Regions from separate parts of the Triticum aestivum genome. Here region 2 is linked to region 1. Evidence: chromatin contacts called from public Hi-C data. All regions are on one chromosome and are shown on one strand. The core of a region is the stretch at or near the end of the contact, and the rest is flanking DNA. Distances in the headings are between cores, read along the strand shown.

The links. Hi-C and Micro-C count contacts between places; a contact is called where the count stands out from the background.
Region 2: a contact with region 1 is called in a Hi-C map of leaf, with 4 times the contacts expected there. The contact joins the promoter of LOC123111766 here to the promoter of LOC123111765 in region 1. A contact is called at or near these places in 2 of 5 Hi-C or Micro-C datasets (leaf and an unstated tissue).

Annotation. Positions count from the first base shown.
Region 1 is chr5B:342,603,094-342,608,333 of IWGSC CS RefSeq v2.1, forward strand. It overlaps LOC123111765, which reads left to right and starts at 2,858. Exons shown (of 1, transcript XM_044532620.1): 1 at 2,858-3,902. The coding sequence starts at 3,105. The coding sequence ends at 3,470. It overlaps LOC123111764 (histidine protein methyltransferase 1 homolog), which reads left to right. Exons shown (of 8, transcript XM_044532619.1): 3 at 538-604; 4 at 678-778; 5 at 1,194-1,238; 6 at 1,320-1,625; 7 at 1,720-1,822; 8 at 2,273-2,636. The coding sequence ends at 2,355.
Region 2 is chr5B:342,971,117-342,976,356 of IWGSC CS RefSeq v2.1, forward strand. It overlaps LOC123111766, which reads left to right and starts at 2,919. Exons shown (of 3, transcript XM_044532621.1): 1 at 2,919-3,290. The coding sequence starts at 3,129.

The DNA.
Region 1 (5,240 bases), core at 1,608-4,107:
ACTACCTGCTAGGCCTTTACTAGGAATATTAACTGGCAGGTTGCTATGTTCAATGCCATCTTCTAGGAAACCTGCTTCGGTATCTGCTGCTAAACTAGTACCACCACAATTAACTGTCAGTTTGCTTTGGTTGGTCTCCTGACCACCTGGGGGCTTTACTTGAGTTTCAGCTATACAGGTGCTCAAACATAGGAGACTTCATGAAACATTGCAGAATTTTGAATACGCTAATCTTCCCACCTTTTCTCTCCCCCGACCCCAAATGAAGAAAAGGAAAACATATTGCTTCTTTAGCCATGGAATAGTTTTCTAGGCCACGCATTGACTCTTTTCTTGTGAAATTCGGGCCAAAATGACATTGCACCCATCCACATTTGGAGCAAATATGTCACGAGGTCAACTACTGCTATTCCAAACTTATATGGAATAGTTTTATATAAAAGCTTTTCCTGTTCTTTCACCATATTCCACACGTCGTTGTTAGATTCTTATGCTGACGTAAACTAACCTGTTCTCCTCCTTCATCCTATTTATTAGGGGAGAGTTAACACCTCTGATGTTTTCGGGGTAAAAAACTCTGATTTGGTTCCAGGAAAATATGAAGGTGAAGACTGAATGCATATTGTTATTTGCAGCATGTTTTGTCTTGTGAACCTAACAATTTCCATGGGTCCTAGGTGGGTTGAAGCTGTGGGAAGGATCATTGGACTTGGTGAAAACCCTAAATTCAGACATCAAAGATGATCGATTGCTTATGGAAGGCAAACACGTACTAGAGGTGGGATACTTGCTCTAAGATTATATGTATTGTCAACATATTGTGTACACTTGGAAGTTCCATTAAATATTTATTAGATCTTGTTTCTTCCGAATGTATTTGGCCTATATTTTCTTGGTGCAATTTCTCTCTTCTCTCTCCAGCTAATCATGTATTCCCTCCGTCCGGAAATACTTGTCATCAAAATGAATAAAAGGGGATGTATCTAGACGTATTTTAGTTTGAGATACATCTCTTTTTATCCATTTTGATGACAAGTATTTTTGGACGGAGGGAGTACTCTACTAGGATATCTAGCTTACAAAGTACTGTACTACTTAAAGTCTTCTACGAGTTGTTGATATAGATAATTATAAGCTGAGAAAATGGTCCATTCAGATAGTTGCTTACATTATCTATCTCTCTGATTCTTCAGTTAGGATGTGGGCATGGCCTCCCTGGCATCTATGCAGGTTTGAAGGTATATTAATCTGTTTCCCCCTTTGGCATTTTTGAAATTATTCCTCAACTATATCAATTTATTAAAACTTCAAACTTTCAGGGTGCTGGTCTAGTTCACTTCCAAGATTTCAATGCTGAGGTCCTTAGGTGCCTTACCATCCCAAATGTAAAAGCTAATCTGTTGAAGGAATCATCTCAAGGAACATTCACATCTAGGAGTGTTGGTTTTTATGCTGGTGATTGGAGTGAAATCGACAAGTTACTTCTTCGCGGAGATGCTGTCCAGGATAAAACAACCAATCTTCACACAGGAAATGAAGGCTGTAGAGGTTATGATATCATCCTGATGGCTGAGACTGTTTATGCATTGGATTCACTTCCTAGTCTCTACAGGCTCGTCAAGAAGGTCAACATGCAAGATCTTCCTTTACTATTTTTTCTTCCATTGCTCTAGTTTGCTAAATATTAATTGTTGCTCACATCTCTAAAACCTTTTGCAGTGCTTACACTACCCTAGTGGTGTAGTTTATATGGCAGGGAAAAAGCATTACTTTGGTGTAGGTGGCGGCACAAGGCAATTTCTACGCTTGGTTAGAGAAGATGGTAAGAATTTGTTAGCCATCTGATATTTATTCATGTACCCATATTTTTCTCTGTAGTGGCATGCATATTTTGCACACTGATATGATGAAAGGTTGGAGAAAAACGTCAATACTTTTTGTACAGTAGTGGTCACAGATTTTTTTTCGTGTTTTTCCTCTACCAAACTACATGTTGTTTATAATGAATTTGCATGTCAAGATCTGTGCATTATTGCTTTGAAGCCGAGTCTCAAGCACATGTGTTTTATAAGATAGGAAAGGAACTTGCATCCTGCATGTGGAGGAGAGGATTAAACTGTCCTTCGTTAAATGCATCACATGACAGAACCATACGCCAGCTGTTTACACGCAGATGCACGACTTTGGATTCATGATGTGAATTTTGTGTTAAGAGTTGCATGTGTTGTGGTGTCCATGCATTTGCTTTACTGGTTCTTTTATTGTCCTTTAGGTACCATGCAATCGGACCTGCTTGCTGAAGTTACTGATGGTTCATCCAATGTTAGGGAGGTTTGGAAATTCTCATTCAAGTAGACTAGCATGGCCTCTGTGATTGTTGTATCAGATACAAACGTGTACCGGGCTCCATATTGGTAGAGTGCGAGCCTTGGTTTAGCCGTTTCATGGTGTTTTAATGCACTGTTAGTTTCAGGTTGATTGTTCATGAGCTCTTGAGAAGTCATACAAGTACTTGAGTCCTATCTCTGAATTACGATTCTTAAAACTGGTGTACCCTTTCCTCTGAGATGTGAATTCTCCATGATGCCCGCTTGTACCATCTCACAACTTTGACAAAAGTAGCACTTTTTATGGCCCATGGTAGCAAAGATTCTTGGGAATTCCAGTGGCAGACAGAACTGATTGAGTAGCGATAGCAACTGACAAGTCATCAAAAAGAGTAACAAGAAACAAAATCTGTGCTCCCACACTTTACCTCCTTTGTCCGGATGCCATGATACACACCATGCTTTCCTGGCAACCAGGAAATACTCCAACGTACTCCCACAAGATAATTTTGGGAGAGGTGTGAGTGAGGAAGGGACGTGGATGTGAGAGGGTGGCTAGGCCCATGTGGCACAAGGAATCAAACATTAGGGCGACCTTTGTCCTCTTGTTCATGTGTCAATGTTTCTAATTATCGGCGCCGTACCACTTTGGTCGGGGTCACTCCATGTGCAAGCTACTGCTGTGTTGTCCGTCCTCAAGATGATCTGCATCTTCCTTCCTTGTAGAGTCTACTATATCTTGGCCTTGCAGGTTGCAGCCTTTCCCCTTGAGCTGCAATGATGGGGCTGCAGGACACGGGCAGCAGCCGGAGGAGCAGCTTCTTCCAGTACCAGAGGCTGGAATGCCGGGACGACGGGGCCACCCCGCGGCCCAGGCAGCGGCGGTGGCTGCCGTCTCTGAACGGCAAGGCGGCCTGCTCCTGCTTCTTCCATCTCAAGAAGCTCAGGTGGAGCAGGATCACTTCGGTCCTCCTGCCAAGGAAGGTCTCCGAGCCCTCCTCCAAGATCCGCCATGCAAGCGTGGCGCACGCCGAGGATGCCTGCCCGAGCATCGTCTTCTTGTCGCAGTGGGGGCTGCCGGTGCTCTCCGGCCCGTCGGTGGGCGGTAACAGGGGCAAGTACCCCCGTGGGAAGGGCTACTGAGAGGCAGCAGGCTTCTGCACATTTTTCAGGTGTCGTCTCTGTTCCCAACGATATAGTATATGCGTGTGTATGGTGTGGTATATATCTAGGTATATATATCTAGCTGATCCTGTAAATCGAGTTGTGTTTGTTGCTCTCTGCCGGGAAGGATCTGAGTCTGAGATCGGGTGTGCCCTGCTGATCGATCGTGCGCAGATCCTGTGCGAAAAAATGTAGGTCGATTTAAGTTGATGTCAGGCAGAAGAACTACAGGCAAGACTCACTCACAGCGGTCCGTGTGAATTGTGTTGTGAAGATTGTCCTTGTCCCATGAACCGGTTTACATTCTGCAACGGGGATTAGACAGATAGGCACCGTCTGCAACGCATGAACCTTTGTAAGTTTGTACGCCGTGGGAAACGAACTGATTTTCGTGAAATTCCTTGGCTCCAACAAAGAAGCTCGAAATGTGTGAAAAGAGTGGCACCAATGGAATGTTGTGCTTCGCAGTTTGCTTACACTGCGGCTCTACTGCTGTTGGCCTAGGAGCGAGAAACAGTGTCCTGATTTGTGCGGCCTCTTCAGCCGTCAACTAGATGGTGGGCGGTCTCCTTTCCTCCACGACACCACACCTTCCCCGTTCTTTTCTCTCGAGGCGCACACGCTCTTAGGCCTTGTACAAAGGGAGGTGCTTCGAAAAATAAACCGAGTTTTTCTGAAGCAGCGATGCCTATTTCTACAGGAGAGACGCTTAGTTAAGCATCTATCCTGTACAAATAAACACCGGTGCTTAGGAAAGCCTGGTTTATTTCTCTAAGCACCTTGCATCGTACAATGCCTTAAAAAGCTACTGTGCTAGTACTATGGATACAACAACGTAAAAAAAAAGTACCATCAATACAACTGATGTCTTGTCTCGCTGCATTTCGGGTGCTCTTGGAACATACTAAGGCCATCTTCGACGCTGAGCGCTTGTTTAGGCGCTTGAGCAATAAAGGAAATAGAATTTTCCCTTGTTTAGGAGTGAGGGACTCCTAGTGAGCTACTTCCTCTTTCGCCTAGGGATATAGGCATTATTACAAGTTACTAGTAATAAATAAGGGAAGCGTTATCGGGTGAACGTTCTCTGGGAGCGTCTTTTTCCAGCGGACGCTTCAAACTTGCCATTAGCATCCTAAGTAAATTGCCGTGATCGAAGCTGAAACTTGTCATGTAGAAAAAAAAATGGCACAAAAATTGGTACGCTGCACAGAGAAATTGCCATATGTTTGACCGTTATCCGATGGCTTTGAGGGCTTTTACTAGGAGCCCTAAAAATCTGACATTCCCTGGATATTGGGGTCCATAAAGAATTTCTACGTAGCATCTGTGTAGTAGTCCCTTCCTCCAACGCTAACATCTATCCGTACATTCCTAGCGATTTTTAGAAAAATATGAAAGAAAATCATAAGCATCTGCTTCCCCAAGGCACGTGCTCGTATTAGTATAAATCCTGGGTTTTTCTCTGGCATCTACGATAGCATTCGTCACCAGCGATTTTGGTGTGTGAGAGAAAAAGGGATGAGGCGTCTGACGACTCGTTTTGCTCCGACGCTAGTATTTTCCCTAGTTTTGACCTGGTACCAGGTGAAAAGACCAGAATCGATGTCTTGAGCCCACATTAAGCGCCCACATTAGAAGAAGGAGTTAGTGGTCTGCACCGATACTGTTTTTACGTTCCCTACCCTGCGTCTGGGAAGTAGCATTGTTCTTTTCTTAGAAATAAAATACAGACATAACTGCTTATAAAAA
Region 2 (5,240 bases), core at 1,669-4,168, 370 kb after region 1:
GTTGTCCTTACTTGGACAAGCCTCCCACTTATGATTAACCCCTCTCGCAAGCATCCACAACTACGAAATAAGAATTAAGGTAAACCTAACCATAACATGAAACATTTGGATCCAAATCAGCCCATTACGAAGCAACACATAAACTAGGGTTTAAGCTTCTGTCGCTCTAGCAACCCATCATCTACTTATTACTTCTCAATGCCTTCCCCTTGGCCCAAATCACGATGAAGTGTCATGTAGTCGACGTTCACATAACACCACTAGAGGAGAGACAACATATATCTCATCAAAATATCGAACGAATACCAAATTCACATGATTACCAATGACAAGACTTCTCCCACGTCCTCAGGAACAAACGTAACTACTCACAAAACATATTCATGTTCATAATCAGTGGAGTATTGAATAGCATTAAGGATCCGAACATATGATCTTCCACCGAATAAACAAACTAGCATCAACTACAAGGAGTAATCAACACTACTAGCAACCCACAGGTACCAATCTAAGGTTTTGAGACAAAGATCGGATACAAGAGATGAACTAGGGTTTGAGAGGAGATGGTGCTGGTGAAGATGTTGATGGAGATTGACCCCCTCTCGATGAGAGGATCGATGGTGATGGCGATGGAGGTGATTTCCCCCTCCCGGAGGGATGCTTCCCCAGCAGAATAGCTCCGTCGGAGCCCTAGATTGGCCCTGCCCATGTTCCGCCTCGAGACGGCGGCGCTTTGTCCCGAAAGCTTCTCTATGATTTTGTTTCCAGGGTAAAGATGCCATATAGCAGAAGATGGGAGTCTGAGGCCTGCCAGGGGGCCCACGAGGCAGGGGGCGCGCCCAGTGGGGTAGGGCGCACCCTCCACCCTCGTGGCTGACTGGTGGCCCCCCTCTGGTGCTTTCTTTGCCTGATATTTTTAATATATTCCGAAACTGATCTCCATGAAGTTTCAGGACTTTTGGAGTTGTGCAGAATAGGTCTCTAATATTTGCTCCTTTTCCAGTCCAGAATTCCAGCTGCCGGCACTCTCCCTCTTCATTTAAACCTTATAAAATAAGAGAGAAAAGGCATAAGTATTGTGATATAACATGTAATAACAGCCCATAATGCAATAAATATTGATATAAAAGCATGATGCAAAATGGACGTATCAAGGGGTTGTTTCCCACGCCCCTCCACCTATATATAGAGGGGAGGGGGCGCCCCAAGAGGATACACCAAGCCCTTGACGCCCCTCTCTCTCCCGTTACTCCGTAGTTCCACCGCCTCGTCCCGGCGACGCTTAGCGAAGCGCTGTTGGTGCTTCACCACCACCATCACCCCCACGCCATCGTGTTGGTTGTGACCCATCTATTTCTTCTCTCCCGCTTGCTAGATCAAGAAGGATGAGACTTCATTGAGCCGCACGTGTGCTAAACTCGGAGGTGCCGTCCGTTCGGCACTAGATCGGTTGGATCGTGATCGGATCGCGAAGAGTATGATTACATCAACCACGTGATAAACGCTTCTGCTTAGCGATCTACAAGGGTATGTAGATGCCCTTCCCCTCTCGTAGCTATGCATCTCCATGGATAGATCTTGTGCGTATTTTGTTTTTGTTTTTCATGCAACGTTCCCCTACAGTTTCTGTGAGTAGAAATATCATATATCCTATGGAATTTATGTAATTTAATCTTACGATACACACATAATGGATATTCTTTGTTAGGATTATAATCCTCTGAAATTCGTTAGTTCCAAAGAGAGCCCAAACATGGATGTTTTAATCATAAGAATTTGTATAATTACTTTTTTTGCTTAGTGTGTAGAACAAGCACTAATTTGGTTTCGTCGCTTGTGGCGGTCCAGTTCATCGGCTCAAAAAGCATCCTCGTATGCGAAAGTGCTCCTCCAAATCTAGGTATGATGGCAGTTCCCTCTTTGTTTAGCGTTGCCTCAGCGGCAGTGGAGGACGATGGTGGGCAACGTTTCAGCATGGCTCAAGATTCTGCGAGAGTGAAATTCTAATTTTACTTCTTGCGGAGTCTTTGATGCAATATTGCAAGATATCTATGTATGCATTTTATGGTGACCATATGTGAACTCTATGTAATCTGTTGGTCTAATGAAATATATGCATGTTTATTTCAAAAAGAAAATAAATAATATGTGCCCTTCAAGCACACTCTTGCTTAAAGTTTATTTTTCCTTTTCCTGTTCAACATTTTCTTTGAAGAAACATCGAGTACATCATAGACACATCACTATCACCATCACCACACGTCACTCACACGAACATGTACCGAAGACTGCAGTCATGGAGTTTCTAAAATTGACGTAGCCATAAAAAACACGAGCAAAATCGATGACACCATTAATTTTTTTCGTCCAATGATGCATAATACTATTTTTACACGTAGAATAGAAACTGAGGCTCCCTCTCATCTATATTATTTGTTGCTGGTTTAACATATACTATTCCCTCCGTTTTTTAATATAAGTTGTCGTCTTTTATTGGAATCTATAAAAAAACTTATGTTTAGAAACGGTGGGAGTAATAGATAAGAGAACATGGAGTACCAATGGATATCTTTTTTTTTTTTTGAGGGTGTACCAATGGATATCGATGTATAAACAACTGACAAGAAAAAGGAGTCGGCACGAAAGCTCCTAGCCTTAAAAAAACACACCGCCGAGTAGGACATGCCCCACACAGACGCCTCCTAGTGGCCCCACCCTTCAGTCCCCTCTCCCATCGGCCCAGTCACATCAGCCTCACGTGCGCCAAACCCCCAACCCCACTCCACGTGCCCCTTCTCCCTTCCCTCGCCGCCAGGTGGGTCCCGGGCCCGCATGCCATCGACACAGCAGCAGCGACGCGCCCACCGCAGCGATAAAGCAAGAGAGGCACGGGATAAATATAAATAAAATAAAGCGGGTGGGAGGAAACCTACAGACGTAAAGCCGCCGCTTCGTGTCGACGCGACGCCCTCCAGACCTCCATCCTCCTCCTCGTCTCCGCGCCTGGACCTCGCGCGCATCTCGCCCGCCCCCCTCTCACTCGCCCAGGTCTAGGGTTCCGGCGCCCGATTCGGGCCGAATTGGACGGCGCCGCGGCGGATCGGGGGTCGGAGGAGCGCGGGCGAGAGATGACGGGGAAGAAGCGGAAGGCGGAGGCGGCGCGGCTGGACGAGACGGACCGGGCCATGTACGGCGCGTTCCGGGGCGCCGCCAACTCCCTCTCGCAGCTCTACACGCTCGCCATGGGCGGCCAGAAGCTCTCCTTCCAGGCCGGCGAGCGCCACGCCATGGTACGTGCGTGCGGTTCTTTCTTTCATGGCGTGGTTGTTGATTAAACTGATTGACTGATGGGTTGATTGATTTGTGCGCTGCTTCTGTTTCTCACTTGTGTTGTGTCAGTGGTGTGGGAGACCGGATTCTGTTTCGTTGAATTCGCCTCTTTTTGTGGTGATGAAAATAATTTGGATTAGGGGCAGTTAAGACTCAGACAATGAGGAATTTTAGTGCTAGAACCTTATCCTTTGTGGTTGTGGTTAGTGTAGATTGTTCTTGTAATTAGATCGTTCAGGGGCAAGCGAGATGGCCCTTTCGCTGGATGTGTGATGAAGTTTGTTTCAGTTTTGGGCATGTTTCCTCCGTTTACCTGCAAATTCTGCTTCAACTTTGCAGTTACGTGTGGCAATTCTGAGTATTTTTCTGGGGGGTGGGGGATGATGACTTTTGCCGAAGCTCCTTGTCACAGTGTGTGCTCTGACATCACTGAATAATATATTGATGTGCAATAGCCAATAATTCATAGAGCACTCTTGTAGTGCTGCGTACAACAACTCTGATTAGAATTGGCAATCTTTGTATGGCTATGGAGGTTATGCAAAGCGGAAGACGGGAGACTTCGCTTATAGGGCAGGTTGCTTCTGGGCTAGTACTAAGGAGTCATCCTTTTCAGCTTTACTTCAACTGGTGCACTGCTATGTGGAAAGTCTCACCGTTAGGTGTGTAATGTTTCTTCTAAACACGGAAGGCATCCTTGGCATTGGGATTCAGTATCTTATGTTATGGTTCTGGTCAGAACCTTACATGTTGTTCATCATCGCTATGTTGTATGCTTAGCTTCTTTCTAGTCTTAGTTTCCATACTACTACAATGTTAGGCTGTGGAATTCAATTGCGTTAAAATCTTTTCCTGAGAATTATCTGCTCAACTCATTGACCGAAACACTAGAAGATGCACCAAAATAAACATTTGTTTTACAAACTGGATTAGTGTTAAGTCCAGATGTGTTTTTGGTCACTTTTGTTTTTGTTTTGGTGTAGAAGCACTGCCTTGTATTCATATGACTTATAATTTGTAGTGGGTTTACATTGCAGAGTGGTTGAACAGCTACTCCCTCTGTAAAGAAATATAAGAGCATTTAGATCACTATTGAGTGATCTAAATGCTCTTATATTTCTTTACGGAGGGAGTAGTTCGTTATGTTTGCAAGTAAGATTTATTTATTTGTCATGATCATCGTCTTGTTGTTCTGATGACTATTGCTGTTGAATGCCAGCTAAATAGTTTAATCTATACAGATAATGTGGGATTTGACCAGAGTTTTCTTACCAACGCTTAAAACTAAGCATAGCGTTGAAGTATGGTATTGCAACTTTTCCCTATAATGTACTACTGTCAGGATTGGATACATCCTGAGTTTCTTAATTTATGTTTCAGGACTGCAAACAATTTTCTTTTTTCTTTGGCATGTTACCTTTGAGTTATGAATAATTCCTACCAACTCTATGACTATGCATGCCATATATGTTTTAAACACACAGTACCTTCACAATGTTGGCCGCAAAAGTGTCAATAAATGGAACAGAAGAAAATTTGTGTCATATTTTCAGGCTTTTGTATGTAATGAATAGCCGTGTTGGGTCATTGGCCTCAACCCCTGGCCATGGTTGGCGGCAGCCATGTCTTGAGGTGATGAGGAATCAGTGAAGTTTGTAGGAGAATACAGGGGATTAATTCATCACATGATTGCTCTCTTATAAAGGAGAGATATATTAACGATCAAAATAAGAATCTGATACAAGTCAATCTAAATCTTATTTAGGATTCAAATTACTAACATATTCTTAATGATATCTTTTATCCTATTCGCTTTATTCTCTTATCCTAACTGCTTGGGCGCCTAACTTTCTTGTGCTAGTTGTGCATTGCATGTTCGCTATATTAAGGTCCCACATGACATAGTGATT